Linked DNA regions of Mus musculus: region 1 is linked to region 2. The links are chromatin contacts, called in public HiCAR-type maps. All regions are on one chromosome and are shown on one strand. The core of a region is the stretch at or near the end of the contact, and the rest is flanking DNA. Distances in the headings are between cores, read along the strand shown. Region 1 overlaps Tead1 (TEA domain family member 1). Region 2 overlaps Mical2 (microtubule associated monooxygenase, calponin and LIM domain containing 2).

Region 1 (4,922 bases), core at 1,585-4,084, 550 kb before region 2:
CCCAGGGCCAGCAGTCCAGGAATGTTACCATCCACAGGCAGTCAGAAACCCTGCTGGATCTTACTGGGCTAAAACCAAGGTATGGACTAGCCAGGCTGTCTCTCGTTGGAGACGTTGAAGGAAATCTGAATCTTAGTCTGTTCTAGTGTCCAGGGTCACTCAAATCCCTCCTCTGTAGCTCTTGGTTCCAGTCCTTCTGTTCCTTCTCCATCACTCTTCCCAGAGGGTTGCACTGGACTCAGGTGGTAAATATAAGCTATCCTCCCATCTGAACCTTAGCCCCTTCCTGCGCCTCGTGAGTAGTGTGACATAGTCACAGACCCCTTAGATACAGGCATGGCACTCCTTGGGACAGCACGACTCTGCCTAGCACAGTTGCTGACAAAGCAGACATAAAGGCTGTTAAGAAAAAAGCTTCTGCTTCAGTCAAGTGGATGGAACCTCTGGCCTGGCTGGTGACCTAACACTGCTGGGCATGGACAAGGACCTGGCTAAGGGGCTGCCCTTCTGGAAGATGGCACGACTCCTAGGAAAGGCTTCACCTAAAGCCATGCTAAAGAGAAAGGAGTAATAATTGGTGCTTTAATGATACATTATACTTTTCTCCCACAGTTCCTGCCCCTAAGGCAGCCGAAGACTGGGACCACAACTGTAGGGCTCCAGGACCCCGCCCACTTTCCTGAATTACTGAGAAAAGCCTAATCTTTCCTTTCCTCCTTCCGAACCAAGCATGCTTCCTCGGGTTTCCTTACGCTTTCTCTGAAGCCCTTCGGTCTGACCTTCATAGCAGTTTAACTGAAGTGGCATGGCAAGCAGTGCTGGCATTTGCAGTTTGTCTGCCCTGTGGACTTCTTTATAAACTCTAAAGCAACTGTCTTCTCACTCCCTTTGGGTCCATCCTTAAATTCTTTTATTAATGACACTAAGAGCTCCAGAACTGTTTCCCCGGATCACTGCTTCTGGTAGCTTCCATCAGAATCTCCAGGTGCTGGAGGGCAATTCAGACCCTCTCTTCAGTTTCGCTGAGTTCTCCTAGTCTCTCCCAGTCTCTCCAGCAGGCTCTATCCTAGGCTCAAATTACAAATCTATTTTCGTTAAGCCTCCCCCGGTGTTAGATTCTCTTCTATCTAGTCCAGATATTCCAGGAGCCACTTCACCTGTCACTGCCTCGTCTCTGTCATCAGAACAATGGCACGGGCAGCGAGACCTCGCATGTCTCATCTTTACCAGAGAGAGTGACATGAACAACTGCTGTGGAGCAGTGGGGACTGGAGCACAGCAATGCACATGCAAGCTGCAAGCTGCAAGCTGCTGTATTGATGAAGCACCGGCCACTACTTCTTTTAACTCCACAACCAAAACACTGACCAGGACAGAGCCTCAAGTCCTATCTACAGACACCTTCCCCAGTACAATCAATAAACATGATGATGGCCATCAATTCAGTCCACATGGGTGCAAATAGCAGGCTGGCTTTTTCCCAGGTAAACAAAGCAGGATGCTTCCCTGGTTTGTGAGTTCCATGACACATCTGGCATATAAGGTGTAACTACTCAGACAGATACAAACCCACCACTCTCCACAAGTCATGAGCAGAGACACATTATGGAATTTCCTCCAGAAACCAACAAAAAAGAAGTTACTAACACGCTGAGTGGATTAAAGGCTCCAAGATCTGTTTGTAGGCAAGTTCTGGAAAGCAGGGTAGGGGCAGAGGCAGGTGTCAAAGGCAGGTCAAACAAACAAAAATATACCAACAAAAATATACCGCTGGGGCTGGGGATGTAACCCAGTCGGGAGAGTGCTCGACTACTATGCATGAGGATTTAGGTTTAGTCTTTTGCCTTCATAAACCAGGAATGTTGGCACATGCCTATAATCTACACATGGGATGCAAAAGCAAGAGGATCAGGAGTTCAAAGCCAGCCTTTGCTACATGAGACACTTAAGGCATGGCTTCTCCTCATTGTCCTCTTATTCAATATACCTATTTATTCAAAGCTATGGTTCACTGTTCAATTTCATGGATTAGGGGTTGGGGGGGAGACCTGTGCTTTGGGGCAAACATGAAAAATGCAATTATCAGTCCAGTGTGGTAGTCCATGCCTTTAATCCCAGCTCCTGGGAGGCAGAGGCAAGTGGATCTCTGTGAGTTCAAGGCCAGCCTGGTTTACAAAGAGAGTTCCAGGACAGTCAGACTGTTACACTGAGAAACCCTGTCTTGGGTAGGGAGAAAAAAAAAATCTTTAAAATGAAGCCTGGTCTAGGTGTGTGGGATCCAGACCCTGAAGAGGGGACAGGGCAAAGGGCCAAGGACAGAGAAACTGTCCCTGCAAACCCTGTGGCCTCTGGAGAACTGGCTACAAGGGAGCTGACAGCCCACATAGAAAGGACACTTGGCGGTGTCACAGGCTAACAAGGCAAAGCTTGCTGGGTGAGTAAGGAGAGAACCCCTAAGGTAAAGACATAAAGGGGCAGGGGCAGCCTGTGGACATACCCTTCCAACTTATCTCCCTTCATTTTTGAGTGTGCAGAGGGCTGGGCAGGAATTATGAGGTTATAGAAATGAAAACCATCCAGGACTGTCCTTGACAAGAGCCAGTGTAATGGGAACTGATGGATGGGCCGTTTTCAAACCACCACTTTGAATCTCCCCTCTGCATCCTCTCTGAGCCATGATCAAAGGACCAAGATTTCAAATTGTGAAGCAATTTTTTCCCAATGGCAGCATCTGGCTGCTTGGCAGGCGGCACCAGGAGCTGGGCCTTGCTGTGGGCGGCTGTCCAGGCCTGCCACATGGTGAGGCTAGGCCAGGCAGGGCACGCCTTGCGGGCTTTGCAGCTGCTCCCACAGGCGCCAAAGGACAATTGCTCTGCACAGGGCAAAGGGGCCCTGAGAGACTGAGCTTAACTAGGGAGCGAGGGGGTAGGTTTGGAGAGAGCTGGCAGCCCCAGAGCCCTCCCACACTGCTTCATTTGCATGCCCACCCCACAGGATTCAGGGGTCTGGGCAGGGGAGGCCTGCGTTGTGCTGGACACCGCTCCAGTTAGACAGCCTGCCTATGGGGACAGGGAAGGAAGGGGCTGCCAGCAGGGAAGTGGGCCCCTGAGTGCAGCCATTCACTGGAGTCTGTGTGCCCTGACACAACACCACTGAAGCAGAGGCCACAGCTGTTTTAAATAAGAATAACAGGAATAAACTCAGCCAGCCTAGCTCTTCAACTTACTTCCCACTAATTATGGCATATATTTACATCCACAAAATAGACGATTTTTAAAAACACCACCGGGACCCTTTATTGTGCAGACTGCACACCCCCATTTGAATTTCATAAACATTCAGTACTTCAAAGAATCTTAAAAGCTTGCTCTAATTACAATAAGCCTCGTCTGAAAAGGCTGTCTGTTTGCATTGCAAATTTCCCACCAATGCAAGTATTCATTTACAAAAATGCAATTAATATTACCCACACAACTCCAGGTAAGGACCCACTGTAGGCTTCAGGCTGGAACTGTCATAGACTCAAGGTCTTAGCCCTACCAACTAAGTCTCTGTTCAGACTGCTTGCTTTCCAACTGAGCCAGGTAATGAAGTCCTGGGCGTCCAGCGGAGGTGGCCTGACCTTACCTAGTTCATCAGTGTACAAAGAATGCTGCCACTTTCCCAGGTTGTTGCTTATTTAAGAGGGACATTCCATCCATGAAATGTCCCTCTTAAATAAGCAACAACCACCAGGCAACCAATCACACACAGTGAAATAACAGCTGTACGTGAATAAGCTATAGGTTACCCAGTGAAACCTGCATGGCAGATACACATCACCAGTACTTTGGTACACAAGCGTTCCAGTGATCTCATAGACACTAGCTCTGGGATTTAAATTTAAATGGGAAGGCCTCAGTGTTAGTTACTCCCCCAATAATTCTACTAATGCTAATGAGTCATCTTTACTAAAAAGAACAAAAACTAAGACATATCCTCAAATGCTGACTGCTGTAAGAAAATGTCCTAATTGTATACAAATACTGTATCCATCCATGTACAACCCTCAGACTGGGTTGACAGGTAACTGGGCCTAGAGTCTGTCTCACATTTTATATCGTATTCTTTTATCTTCTTGAATTACTTGTAACTAACTTGTATTACTTTCAAAAGATTATAATTTTTATTCTTTTCCTGACTGTGTGCATGCACGACTGCGTACATGAGTGCAGGTGTACAGGGAAGCCAGGGGTGTTTGATCTGTGGGAGCTGGAGCTACGGGTGGTGCTGAGTCACCGACTGGGTGTTGGGATCTGAACTCTGGTTCTCTGGAGAAGCAGTTCATGCTTTCAACTGCTACGCTCCAAGCCGCCTTCTCTCTAGCCCCCTACTTTTAAATGTGAGACAGAGTGGTGATAATGGATCTTGATTGAGCATCCAACAGACTAGAGGGTTCCTTTGTGACTAAGGGTGTCAACTCGGTTTTAATGGAACTACAAACAAGAACAAAAAACAAAACAAGTGTGGGAAGGACATTGCCCCTCTGTCTGTCCCTGTCTGTCCCTCTGTTCAGTGGCAGCTCTCCTAAGACAGTGATAATGTTTAAACACACACAGGAATGGCTGCACCCTGTCCTCAGTTTTGCTAGCAAACACAGCCCAATGATCCAGGAGAGAACGCAGTTGAGGACTGGCCAGCAGCTGGCAGAGGGATTCTCCCAGCGTGCTCTAGGCAACTCCCAAAGGAAGAGATTCTATGTGGCTTCTACAGGTCAGATAACTGACTCACCTTTTCTCAGGTTCACAGAATTCTCTGACATCTGTATGGTTCCCAAATTAACCTCACTTTTTAAATTCCTTTAAAAAGTGGTTATGCAGGCATGGTGTTATATAGCTTTAATCCCAGCATTTGGGAGGCAGAAGAAGGCAGATAGATCTTCA
Region 2 (4,817 bases), core at 943-3,442:
AGGAATATCAGGGACCCAGAGAGGGAGGGCTTTGTCAAGGTCATCTTTGAAGGGCTCAGGAAGCAGAAGAGGGGCTAGGCAGTGAGACTCAAGGTGGCTCTGGCTGACTAATGGAGCCACTGCCTGGCCCATGGTCAATGCCTTCACCCCATGATTCCATCAAGATCAAAAGTGGAGGCGATGTTTCCCATGGCGGGAAGCAGCTCCCTGGATAGAAAGTCTATCCTGAGACCTTGCTGATGGTGCTGGCAAATATGCCCATCTCCACCCACATAGCTCACCACGATGTGAGCCAGGATCCCCCTTTACACTGGGAGTGGGGAGAGCAGAGGCTCTGATGGGCCAGGGGGCTTAAAGGCAAACAGCTGACGGATGTGCTGACGCTGACACTGATGCTCAGGATGCAGCTGTGTTTATACCGTGACCATGCCTGTTTTTCAGTAACACTGGGAATCAGGAGGGTCTGTGTCACCTCCTCCTGATCTTTGGGGGAACTTTATGCCCATGGGGAACAACCTGGAGGGGGCCACGTAATAAGATTTCATCTTTCTTTGGAGATTCTTTTTACGAATATCTCCCTACAGATGCTCAGGGTGCCAATGGGAACATAACAAAATGAGGGACAACTTGGAGGGTTTTTTTTTTTTTTTTTTTTGCTAAGAGAACAGCACGAAGCTGGAGGTACACCAGCTCAGGAACACAGAAGCAAACTGGGAGTCAGGGACCTTCAGACAGGGAGCGTTCAGCCCTGTATGCTGACCTCTGCAGGAGACAGGCCAACAGCAGACTGTGAGCTCAGCGGAACAGTTTGGCTCATCCTGGAGGTTAAACATGTGCCCTCGATCCAAGCTAACTCTTGTTCATAGAACAGTTGACTCTCCACTGAGTCAGGGCTGGCTCCCTACCTCGCTCCCTCTGAGCTAGCTAGCTTCTGTACTGCTACCCAAATCATCCTTCAAGAATATAGGGTGGATCTTTCAGGAGCTCGCTGTAGCCTAGTCAGAGGATGAAACTCAAGAACATGCTGTCAGGGCCGTGTGAGACCCTCTGCACGTCCTCACACACTGCGGTGACCACACCACAGTGTCACACCCCAAAGCTGGTGATATCAGACATTCTGCCCTCTCATTTCTGCCCTGTCAGCCATGTCTGCTCACCTTTACATACACTGACCACTTCCTAACACACCCTAGCCCCACACCTCTGTCTAGAAAACTGTTCCCGTGGAACCTTCCACACAGGTCTCCTATCATTGCCTCCCAACTCTTCCCGGGCTTCCTTCTGTTTCTATAACCTACATCTAACACAGTTCATGAATAGTACCGTATTAAGCTCACTGGGTCAAATTGTCATTTGCTTAGGTCAGGCACGCCACATATCAGCAGCTCCACATATTAAACGTGTGATTATTATTATGATGGGGGTGGTGTCTCTGTTCAGATGATAGCAATGGGTCCAAAGCTTCTCTTTAATTTCTCAGTGCCTGGGCAGGGCCAGGCATCTGGGTCCATGATGAATGTTTTATGTGTGAGAGAGACGCTCACAGTGCAGGCTGGAGCTGTTCTGCTACATGTATGCGCTAACACAAAACCCAAATGGGATCTAGGGCTTTTGTACAATATCTAACAAACTCCCATCCCAGCCAAGCCTGGCTCCAGATGTTTGGCTGTGCCGGCCAGATGGAGCCCGAGAACAACTCAGAACATGCAGGGGTGGGGGGAGGCGATGATTCAGTGCCACTACCTTTCTGGCAGGAGAAACAGAGTCGGCAGCGGGTGGAGAGGAAGCAGCAGCTGGATGAGGAGACGGAAGGCAAGAGGGAGGAGATGGAGGATGAGCGTGAGGCACGCGTTTAGATAGGAGCTTATCCTGAACGGAACGGAGACAGAATAAAGATAGGATTATAGCTGCGGCAGGCGTAGCAGTCGCACTTTAGACATACCCATGGAGGAGCAGACACTGAGGCCCGTGTCTCAGGATGACACAGAAGTGTGTCTTTGGAGCCAAGTGGGATTATGTAGCTCCTGGCTGGACTATACTGTGCTTTAGTTTCAGCTCCCTGAAGAACCCCCGAGGAGACCCATTCTGCTCCTGCCTAGAGCTGCCCCAGACTGCAATGCTTATGAGAAGCCCTCATAGAGTTTGGTATGAGGGAGCAGCTGCAGGCTTAGGAGGGGAGAAGCCCGCGCCAGCCGGGGCAGACTGCCATAGCTGGGGCTTCTGCAGCTGTAGGCACATATTCGCTGGCCTCCAGGAGGCTGCTAGAGCCCTGGCAATGAACTCAGTGCAGAGCATCCCTCTGTGCATGACTCCAGCGACAGCTGGAGACACAAGAGGAGGCTGGGTGAAGCTAGCAGAGATGTGTCCTAGAGACAGCTTGCTGAAGAAGAAGGAGGATTTCGCAAGTATACTCCCACTCCCACCTCCAGGGCTTCACTACTACTCTTTCAGTTCCTGCTATGCAAACACCTTCTTTTTCTACCAGTCTCTGAGTAAGTAGGTGGTCTGGAGGAAGCTGTACTTCTCAGGCTAAGGCAAGCTTTCTGGCATCAGCTTAGTATTGCTGTTTTGAGAGCTGAGGTTGAGGCATAGCTTTGGCTCACCAATCGGTGCCTCCCTGACTGGGAGGGGTGGGGTGTAAGGGCACAAGAATTTGGCTCGCTTTCACCTTTAAGGCACCCAGAGCCTTGCAATTGACCAGCAGTCCCTGCTTGCAGTGACTCTCAGGAGGCTCACAGTCTACTTAGAAATTAGCTAAGCACGCATGTATCCACAAGCCACATGCATCCCAGGATAACTACAAACATGACCAAGCATATCCATGCATGACAGTGTCACATCCCAAAGTCAAAAGACTAGATACCCTTGACTAAGGTTGTTCCCTTTGATTTAACGTTACTTTGTTTAGACTCAAGGTTTCACTATGTAGCTCTGGCTGACCTGGACCTCACTGTAAAGACCAGGCTGGCCACAAGCTCACAGGGATTCACCTGCCTCTGCCTCCTGAGTGCTGGGATTAAAGGCATGTGTCACCACAGTCAGACCTACTAAGATCTCAATGGGGCATGCTTTTGACTTGAGTTTATTTTTCTGTCTCCATTTTCCTTTGTCATAATGTGTCTACCTTCTAAAACCTGTGCATTTGGGTCTCTAAGGCACAAGCTCAAATTTATCAATGGCTTAAAGAGTGAATTTCTTCTTATACTACAGAAAAGCTTCTAGGGCTGGTCCAGGTCGGCTAGACACTCAGCCCTGGTTCCCGAAGACTCCGAAAGCCCCTGGTTTACCTGTGGTAAATCCCCGTGTCCAAACATGGAGGCCAGGTGAGCTGCCTTCTCTTTAATGTTCTTTGTGTGAAATTCCCTGTTAGCCAAGTTCTGGGCCCTCTTCTGCAGTCAAGGTGAGAAAGGAGAAGGATAGAGACAGTGGCCATGACGGTTGCCACCAAGGGAGAGGGGAAGGAGTGAGCCAGGTTTGTCTCCTCACACACAGAAGGGAGGGACCCGGCTGAGGAGCAGGTGGGATGGGACATGGACACAGGCAGGCAGAGAGGACGGTCACCTGAAGCACCTTTTCTTCTACTTGCTGTAGGCGCCGCAGCACCCCGGACAGGGCCAGTGCCCCTTGGCAGGTGCGAGGCAGGGTAGCGAGATTTTCAACCCCACCCAGTTGCAGGTCTGACTTGGCCCTGGCTCTCCAGGGTCTGCTGGGGCACTCGCCACTAGCCGGTACTTGGTTGAGTTCTCTGAGCACCTGTCCTGTTGCCACCGTGGAGGAGAACTGAGAGAGAGGGGGAAGTCAGCTTCTTTCCCTGTATAGACCCCACCTCCATGAGGAACCACATGAGACAGAGACAGAGGGCATGGCAGCAGGTGCCACCTTGAGAAAGGTCACAGAGTAGCCTGAGTGGAGGAGGAACTTCTACACTTGTGTTGGTATCTCCAGCACCCTGATCAGCAGTACTCAGTCCTGGGCCTAAGAGCCCTTACCCCAGACAAACCTCTATAACTTCAGTTCCCATGAGTATCTGTATTCTGAGACTGTCTAGGATGCTAAGGAAGGCCTGGCCCATCCCTGTAGAGACTGTGATTGATCTAAGTATGCATGAGCATTTCTCACCCTCAGAGGACTGGCAAGCACACAGAGACATCATTGCTGCATTAGTCCTCACTGACTGCTGTCCTCCTCTGCTATGAGAGCAACACACCAGACCCAGTGCTGACCAGGTGACCCTGGGATGCGTGGGTCCTCATCCTGACTCCGACCAGATTCCAAAGCCAGAGATGGGATAAGCCACAGTTTCTTCACGTAGGCTCTGGCTGCTCAGACATCCGGAAAGGCTTTCACCATGCCTCAGCCTCAGCTCTTCAGTGGATGTACCCATGAGGCCTCCCTGATTCAACTCCACTATTACTTTTTCAGTAACTTGGAGACCAGCTTCTTCACTAGCTCTCTATACTAAGCCATGACATGGGATTCCCCATAGTGCCACATGGACTTGCTTACTTTCCCTCCGAAGCAACAGCATCAAGAGTGAGTATGGATGGCTGGGTAACACCTGTGATGGTCTGAGGGACCAGTGGCATATACTTCAGGTGGACCTATGTGGTTGTTCTTATCCTTAAGGGCAGCCATCTTATCCAGGGGGGATTTTTACATTCAGCCATATTTGGGGGCTAGAAGGAGCAGTTGATCCCACCCCTTGGCTCAAAGTCCCCTCCCTCTGGTTTTACCAAAATAGTATCCACTGGAAAGAGCCCTACCTGCCTTTTCAGAGGAGGTGGAAGCCTGGGAGTGGACTCCTCCAGCTTGGGGCA

What was found. HiCAR-type assays count read pairs that join an accessible place to other places.
Region 1: a HiCAR-type map of astrocytes shows a contact between it and region 2, with 2.6 times the contacts expected there. The contact joins two enhancer-like sites. A contact is called at or near these places in 2 of 115 datasets of contacts at active chromatin or transcription factors (astrocytes and embryonic basal ganglia).

What each region holds. Positions count from the first base shown.
Region 1 is chr7:112,881,998-112,886,919 of GRCm38.p6, reverse strand. The region is part of intron 10 of Tead1 (TEA domain family member 1); the gene reads right to left. Among named protein-coding and RNA genes, the nearest start is that of Rassf10, 70 kb to the left of the region's middle. Within about 2 kb of position 2,834, at least 111 of the 459 cell types and tissues checked have an H3K27ac peak or open chromatin away from gene starts, as enhancers often do. A contact at or near this core is called in astrocytes, where this site is marked.
Region 2 is chr7:112,333,901-112,338,717 of GRCm38.p6, reverse strand. It overlaps Mical2 (microtubule associated monooxygenase, calponin and LIM domain containing 2), which reads right to left. Exons shown (of 26, transcript NM_001193305.1): 18 at 4,764-4,817; 19 at 3,562-3,780; 20 at 3,288-3,389; 21 at 1,744-1,869. Among named protein-coding and RNA genes, the nearest start is that of Micalcl, 39 kb to the left of the region's middle. Within about 2 kb of position 2,192, at least 61 of the 459 cell types and tissues checked have an H3K27ac peak or open chromatin away from gene starts, as enhancers often do. A contact at or near this core is called in astrocytes, where this site is marked.